2 separate regions of the Drosophila melanogaster genome follow, and region 1 is linked to region 2. Evidence: chromatin contacts called from public Hi-C data. All regions are on one chromosome and are shown on one strand. The core of a region is the stretch at or near the end of the contact, and the rest is flanking DNA. Distances in the headings are between cores, read along the strand shown.

The links. A called contact is a pair of places that touch in the nucleus more often than the background predicts.
Region 1: a contact with region 2 is called in a Hi-C map of the Kc167 cell line, with 2.3 times the contacts expected there. A contact is called at or near these places in 3 of 107 Hi-C or Micro-C datasets (the Kc167 cell line, cellular blastoderm embryo and wing imaginal disc).

What each region holds. Positions count from the first base shown.
Region 1 is chr3L:14,773,294-14,777,547 of dm6, forward strand. It overlaps mop (myopic), which reads right to left and starts at 2,836. Exons shown (of 9, transcript NM_140465.3): 1 at 2,619-2,836; 2 at 1,465-2,214; 3 at 1-1,398. The coding sequence starts at 2,702. bmm (brummer) reads right to left here. Exons shown (of 8, transcript NM_140466.2): 6 at 4,046-4,254; 7 at 3,813-3,948; 8 at 3,203-3,692. The coding sequence ends at 3,902.
Region 2 is chr3L:13,484,325-13,488,576 of dm6, forward strand. It overlaps Tgi (Tondu-domain-containing Growth Inhibitor), which reads left to right and starts at 2,473. Exons shown (of 4, transcript NM_140401.2): 1 at 2,473-2,683; 2 at 3,239-3,406. The coding sequence starts at 3,346. It overlaps Abp1 (Actin binding protein 1), which reads right to left and starts at 1,956. Exons shown (of 5, transcript NM_140400.2): 1 at 1,279-1,956; 2 at 765-1,216; 3 at 527-703; 4 at 1-464. The coding sequence starts at 1,533.

The DNA of each region.
Region 1 (4,254 bases), core at 1,586-4,085, 1.3 Mb after region 2:
GAGGTAATCCCTTAATTTGGGGGTGCTGCTCACCGCTGGCACAGGCGTAGTTTCCGCTATTGGTTTGCTGACAACTGGAGTTGTTGCGGCCTTAACGCTCTGCATCCTTTGCTGGCGCTCTTCGGACTGTACATCCCTGGCGGATCGAAATCTGGTAAGTAGCTTCTGTACATTTCCGGCTAGTTTCTTGTAGAATTCCAAGCCCTTGGCGGATTTGGCCAGCAGATCCTCATAAACATCATAGGATGCAGCTAGCGAGCTGTAAAAGTGCTCCCGTTTCTGCTTCACGTCCTGGAGCGTTTTCAAAACTGGTGCCGCCTTGGCATAGTTTTCAGTTAGAGCTTGCAGAATATTACCTTGAGCCACCATATTCTGATCGAGAAGTTCGGTGATCTTGTCGTGCTTGCCCAGCTCGGTTGCAAATAAAGCTTGGAGGCCCTCCTGTCCACCGTGGGCAATTACTTTGCCAGTGATATCATCCTCATTGATGGCTATCCTCAAATCCGCATGAAACTGAGCACGTTGCGCCTTCATTTCGTTGACTTTGTTGAGGATGAGCTTCACATCCCTGAAAATTTCGGTGGTATTCAGTTCCGAACTTAGTTTGGGCATCAGTTGCTGAATCTCAGGCAATGGTCTGGCCAGGATCTTTAGATTATTTACGTGCAGGCTCATGGCTTTCCGCAAGGTATTATTGGATTCCCCTGCCCGTGCATGGGCTTCACTGTATTTCTGGAACTCTCGCGATAACTCGGTAATGTGGGCATTTGGTGTTCGTTGAACGCCGGTGGCGGATTGGAACTCTCGCTCCGCTTTGGCTTCTGCCTCCAGCATGCTTGAAATCTCGCCCAGGTTGGTCTCCACATCGGCTGTAATCTCAGCCAGCTGAGACATGGCCTCTACAAGATCGCTGATAGCAGTCTTGTTTGCATTTAAGGCGGCACAGCGATCCACGATGCCCTGGGGCAACTTATTGGCTTGCTCCTCGTTGATATTCAGATTATCCAGGGTGAGGGAGCTCATGTACGACTCCAGTTGGGTGTCCTTCTCCTCCAGCAGAGCTCCGTACTTACGCAAAAGTTTGGCTTTCTCTTCGCTGTACAACGAGCTGGCTTCGTGGGCCTTCATGGGCACTAATCTGGCAAAGATGTCTGGACCCGCGTGCTCCTCGTCGCTTACTTGAAAGCCAATCCCATTGACCAAATTGGCACCTTGGACGGCTGCAATGGTGGACAATTCGGGCACCGCCTCATGGTAAATGAACTCATTTTCGTTTTTGGCATTTTTGCGCTTTGCTTCCACCACATCAGCGGTGAAGCTGAGGGATTCATTGATTTCCCGCTGGTCAGGAAGGCCCTTGGACTCTTTGCGCGCCTCCTCCAGTTTGTCCCAGGAAGCCTGAAAGGAATATAAAGTAAGCATTTAAACCTTTCCTTTAAATAGAGCTCAAAATGTTATAGTTACCTGGTAGAGCGTCACCCTTTCGCCCATCTGACGCTTCTCCTCGGAATGTTGGCCCTGGTATAGGTACAATATGCAGGTGAGATAGTTGATCTTGAAGCGAACGTACTTCTTCCACAGTTTGTACACAGAACTATCGATGACTTGAGCCACTGGACCATCATCTCCTCCCGTAAGAAGAGCAGCCAGTGCAGCTCCATAGTAAACCACAATCTGCGCCGTCACTTTGGCCACAATATGCGGTTTCCTATTGTCGATTAGCGACTTCTCGAGTATGCATTCCTGAGCTTGGGCAAAGCACACCTGTTGCTGAAAGACCAGCAGCTCTGGGGTCATAAAATCCCCTCCGCCATTGACATTGGCATAGCGTTCTCTCAGCTCTCCATAGGCCCAAGCAGCCGCCTGGAAGTGAGTGCAGGCCATCTTCATTCCATCCACATCGCCACGGGTCACCGACGCTCCGGACTGAGTGTGCAATGCGGCAATGTTGAACAGCACCGCAGCCCGTTCGAATCGCAGATCAGTGACCTCGTGAACGGCACTGTGATAGAGATCCTTCCATTTAAAGGTGAAGATTCCGCGATCCGCCAGCTGTGGAAATCGATTCTGAAGGGCGTGTAGCTGGCAATAGTAGCGTTTCATCACCGGCGCTCCATCTTTCGTGGTGTGCATGGCCTGGTTGCGCAAAGTCTCCAGGGCATGGACCTCTTTGGAGTAAGCCTCTGGATCTTCATGATAAAATTCCGCGATGTACTGGAAGTAAAACGTGAAATGTTTTAAGTTGGATTTTTGTTATGGAGTTTAGTGTAGGAAAACAAGAATATATTTTAGGGTAAATGGGTTTTCATGGGGAATTAAGTGCAATAACCCAACAAACTGCCAGTGTTTGCTTATAACTTTTTATTTGTTTGCCAATTTAATCAGATGACGACGATGACTCAGCCGCCAGACAAAGGGGGCTTAAAAGTTGGTGAAAACGGAAAATGCAATGGAGCAAATGGCATGGTGAGAATGGGAATTTCGATTCCAATATGAATCCAATAAGCAACGCATTTTCCCAATTTGACCGATAATTCCGTTTCACCAAGTTGTCTCCTCTTTGTTTTGCTGGCTCTCTTAATTATTTCACTCCCCCTTTCGCACTCTCTTCCTTTTACCTTTTTCAAAGCCGCAAAGGAGGTTCCCTCGGGACTCGATTTTAGGGCGAACCAGAGCATATGCAAACGGGGCACCGCCTCCATGGTGATTAGTTTACTTGTTGCCTGCCCAGTTGGCCTTTTATTTTACACACAATTTAAACTAATTGCTGGCAATTAATTTACCAATATCAAAACAAGATTGTTTTATGAAAAATGTTGCAGTGTGGCCGTTTCAGCTTTCTGGAAATATGCACTAAAAATGGCAGGTGCGTAGGGGGTATTCCATTCATTGGCATCGATACTTTTTAGAACGGTATTCTTTTCCAGAAGTATTAAATTTTTATGCCGATTAAATTTTATAAAGAAAATGAAATTTAAAAAATTTGATATTACGAATGCGAATGTCTAACAATTTATATAAATTGTTATAGATGGATGAAAGAAGTGCACTGCATATATATCACTGTGAACGACAGTTTACATAGTGACGAAGCGCACCATATTTTTGTTTGTTTTTTTTTTTCCTTCCTTGAATTCCCCATTAATCACAATTAGTTATTTTATTAATAGTAAATGCGCAACCAGACATTCTGTAAATATTTGTTGTTTATTTTTTTTATTGTTTATACATTATCAACTTAGGCTAAACACAGATGGGGATTTGGATGTAATACAAGTCGTGTGAGGGTGACTAATAACAAGAATGCAATTATTAGCTAATTGCCGCTTACAAACTGACGATGATACAATGGCAGCATACGGCTAAGTTAAGTTAGGTACATACGTTGGTCGTACTAAGACTAATTTAGACTAATGGAAACGCTACTAGGCTTTTCGCTTTGCTACGAGCCGCTTTGGAGATGTTTCGATACAGTTCCTAAGAGGATTGCCCCCTCCCCATTACTAATTACCCCTCAATTTCTATATACATGTCGCTGCTGTGCGTGGAGGCCGTGGAGCTAAAAGTCTGATCAACCTCGGGATCACTTAGCACACTAGCATCCGACTCGGTCTCCAGGTCCAGGCGGGAGAATTGTGGCGCTGATGTTTTACTATCCTCCACATTTGGTGTATGCGCATCGATGAAGAAGTCTGTGGAGCATGAGAAAGTAAGACAGAGTTTAGTTTAACCATTCATAAGAGCGAACTATATAAAATGAAATTTTGTTATGGGAATATACGGGGGAGTGATTGCAAATTTAGATCATTTACCTGCGCCAACGATTTAAAATTTGGACTTAATGCTTGAGTGGGTGAAGGGTTATGGAGGTGCATTTATAGTCGTTTAGTTTGTAAGTGCTTTAAAAGGCTACGTCGTGTAGTTCAGGAGTCGTGGGCATTACTTGTACTGCAAAAAATGTTTGGTGTTGATTCAAATGATACGATTTCTCTACGTAATGATGTGATTTTTGAATTGAAAGTGCGGTCGTTTCACAAATACCAACCTGATTCGACGCCATTCCATTCGCTGACCACCGTATTGTGGCTGTGCTGGTGGGGATTGGGGTGATCTTCGACAGAGCCTTCGTAGATCTGCAGATCGGTGGCCAGCTTGTCGTGCTCCGTTATTTCGTCAAAGTCAAAGATCTCGGTTACTTTCACCTTGTTCGTGTTGCTGTCAGTATAGTAATAGGCATATAGAGCGTCGTTGTGC
Region 2 (4,252 bases), core at 1,223-3,722:
GTGTGCTCATGCCGCTCGACTTGACCGATTGCGACTGCTGCACGGTGACTGACACCTTGGTGCGGACCTCCTCTTCCTGTTCCTGGGAAACAGCGGTGTCTGTTTCATTGGAAGAGGTGGTCTCGTCGGGCGACTGAGACTGCAGCGAGTTCGATTTACTATGGGGTGATCGCTTGATAGTCGAGAACTGTTCGCTCTCATGGGCCAGTGGCAAATCGTCTACCGGTTGCGACTCCTCCACCTCCGCTATTGTGGAAACAACCTCGGCAGCCACGGGAGCAGCAGGAGCTATAGCTGGAGCGGGGACTACTGGTTCGGGAGCCTCTACAGGCAACGGTTTGGCAGGGGACGCAGCGCGTGGTGGTGAAGGCACAGGTGCATCTTGAGGCTGGTTTTGGTTGAAAACGTTGATGCGCTGGGCAATCGAGTTGCGAGCTGGTTTGGCCGGCGGTTGCGTATTTAGTCTATGAATCAAAAGAGCAGTTTATTTCTGATACAACAAAATAGGAGAGGGGCAAGGACGCACTTAGACTGAAGTTGTCCCTCGCTCGTGTGCTTTGTAAACATGGCCTTGGCAGCACCCACACGAGAGCCAATCAATTCGCGGGCCTCCTGGTTCCTCGCCTGACGCATGCGCTCCGCATCGGTCAGATTGTTGGCAAATCCTGGTGCAGTTTTCTCAGGGCTCAAAGGTTGCGGTGACCTGTTTGATAAAAAAAGAATTTTTACTACCGAGAAGGTCAAATTCCGATGTTTTTGTTTACGTTTTGATGGGTACGTGGGCCGGCTGGAGCTTGGTGGTGCTTATGACCAACTTCTCCCGCTCCTTGTGCTCCTTCTCCTCGCGACTACGTTGCTCCTGCTCCAACTTTTGAAGCTCAAGCCGCTTGGATTCCTTCTCTGCCTCCTGTCGCAATTTCTCCTCGGCCTCCTCCTTTTTCCAGAAGTCCTGCATAACGCTGGCGTTTAACTCCTTGGTGGGAATGACCCGAGTATAGTTGGTTCCCACCGGCGCCTTCTGCTCCTCCATGGCGCCTCGAGGTTCCTTAAAGCTGTAGGCTGAGCTCACGGTGCTCAGCTTCTTGAGAAGCCGATCCAAGTCAATATCGTCCTCGTTCCGGGCATTGATGGTAAGGTGAGCGCCGGACAGCAAATTACTCACATCACGTATGTGGTTGGCGCAGGTACCCTTGCGTAGAACAGGTGCGCCCTCGCCCTGAATGGGAGCACAGTCAGATTATGCGTAGCTCGATTAGATAAGGGCGCCGTCGGACTCACCTGCCAGTTGATGAGCAAGTACTTGTTGAGGCCCGTTTTGGGGTCTTCGATTCGGACGAAGGCGTACATAATCTTGCCGCTATTTAGGTCTTCGTTTAGCTCATCCACGCCGCCATCGCCGGTGGCCACCACCTTCAGCTCGTTGGTCTGACCCTCGTAGCCAAAGAGGGACCAGTTCGTGTCGCTCTTATCGTCCAGCACATCCTTCCAGGCGGCCACTATTTGCGCCCGATTCTTCTCGAAGCTGACGGCCATAATTCCAGACTGACAACGACCTTGAGCAGCGAGATCTTGGCCAGCTTTCACTGGGTCGCCTTATCGGGGTGCCCTCTTCGTCAAGTGAAAGCCAACGCCTCGCGAAGACTCCAAATTTGCTTGGGTTGTCTTGTCTTAAATTTTAATTAAGTGCAGCCGCCTCACAAAGGCACACAGACGTACACAAACACAAGCAGAACAATGGGATAGTGGGTGATTGATTTTCCAGTATGTGCGAATTTCCAGCGGCTTTCCAAATTCCACTTTTCCACCTTAATCCTTCGAGTTATGCGTGCAGAAATAGGTTTAACTTAACGCTCAAGCAATTGCAACTCCCCAATTAACCAATTTGATTGGAATTTTAAAATATTCGATCGCTGGCGGCGACCCACACACTTTTTTTGCAACAACAAACTAGAGCTGGGACAACAGGCGATGTCTAATCGATACTTTCAATGTTGCCACTGTGCCGCTATCGATGGTTTTTACTTGTAAAATTGAAATTAAATAACAGAGGTTTTAGAACGTATCTAGTAACGTGTACCTCGTCTAATAGGCTTTGATTTACTTTATCGTTTTTCTTATAGGTGTTAGTCGTAAAGTTTCAACTATATATATAAGCATTATCTTCTTTTTTAATAATCACACATACGAACATTTTTCGTTTTTATATTTTATTCAACTTTTTTGTATCTCTATCCAATGGAAAAAACTGGTATATGGTGTTTATTCATATCATAACCTTTATATTTGCTTATAATATACTTTGCAAATACTATTGACAAATAATATGTTTTAGGTTGTTAGGTATGTTTACATTGTTTGTACATTAAGTTTTCTAAAAATGGTTCGAGTCAACGCTAATGTTATATGTGGGCTTAAGTCACCGCTGAACAATATTAGTGTTGGTAAGGCTGAGCAAATATCGATGTGAATACAGACTGATGACTTTGGCCATCGATGTTACATCGACGTATCTTCCAGCTCTAACGCGAACTGAACTATTATTGCAATTATACCAAAAATCATCGAACCCCCGCTTTTCCCAGCGCAAATCGTGAAAAGTCGGTGAAAATTAGCGAGGATAAATCGCCGTACAGCTGAGGAGCAGGATTCCAGCGAGGATTTGAAGGCGCACACCTGGCGAAAGGTAAAGTGGCTCCACTGTTGTGGCCTGATATTTACGTATATTAATGTGGAAACTAGACGTCGGATGCTGGCTGGCTGTATGGTTGGCTGACTGGCTAGCAACAATATGGCTCTGGCTGCTGTACTTTGGTCATTGCCGAAATATTCAACGGAGCAGCCCCCGAACTCTTGGTCTTGGGGCCTCCGAAAAAAACCAGTCCCAAGTGCATCGTGGCCCCTCACCGCCCCGCCACCGTGCATGTCCCCTCATCAGCATCCACTTCCACAGCTTTCCGATCAGATGGCAACTGTTTGGCAGCAGGATTTCGCCTTCGTCTTACTTGTTTCAAGTCAGCCAGTCAGGCAGTCAGTCTTTGTTCGCTTTGGTTTGGTTTTGGCTTTGGTTTTGGTTTTGTTCCATTTACATATATGCCAATGCCAGGCTCGGGCGATATATCCAGTTTTTCACTTGGATATCTCGGTGTATATATTGTAAGGCACACATACGAGAGAGATGTGTGTGCGGCTTAAGTGTGTGTGGTGCGGCTGTTCATGGTCAATTTCTTTGCATTTTCAGTGTGAAACTCATGCGGTGCAGATCGAGTCGGTGCAGGAGCAGCGAAACCAAGTCCAAGTCCAACTCCAAATCCACGTCCAATCCCACGTAGAAGCGTTGAGATCATCATGGAAACGGCGCTGGATGTACTCTCTAGAGCGGCGACCATGGTGCAAAACAATCCCAGCGGTAAGTGAACAAACCGATCCGACCCAGACTTACAGACCAACAAAAAAACACCAACTGGAGCCATTAACCAATTCCGTTTAAAAAGAGTCGACAATTTTTATGATTTCAACTTGGCCAACAACATGCCCTGATGTACTCAACCCAAACGGGGCAGTGGGGGTGGGGGTTATACACAGCTCTTTTATGGCTTTCACCTTTGAGCCAAGAAGACTCGGAAAGTATTTCAACAATGTGTCAGACACAGAAAGAAATGCCCAGTAATATGAACATCTTGCGTCTAAAACATTCATGGGAATGTAAAGCAGTGATTCAAATTAGTAGTAGCTCTTTACAAATTTAAAATAATTTCTGAATGGATTTAATGTGAATGAACTTGGAAAACTCTACAAGTCTGCTAAACTGATAAGTCTTAATAGATGTCAAGATTTTTGCTTACATAAAAACATCATTATATTCTAGACTATCAAAGTCACATTATATAAAGAAACAAAATGTAACAAAACGTTTTGCAAACGATTTCATGCCTAGTTAATGAATTCCCAAATGTAATCTGATTATTATTCACATACTTCGTATGCTACCAATCAGAGGTGCTGTTTGTTATCACATTTTGCCATATTACATTTAATCTTTGAATTCAGATTTGCTATTGGGCTCTAACTCCTCTCAGTGTATCCAGTCGCAGACCCTTCTGCGTGCTCCAGTCATGATTCACGATTGCAACAGTGCCCCCTTTCCGGCTGACATCTTCCTCTTTGTAACCGCGATCCCCCAGTCAGACAGTTTCTTCCGAAATTCTACCCACCCGGCGACATCGATGAGTGCGACAATGGACGCAAGCGGATT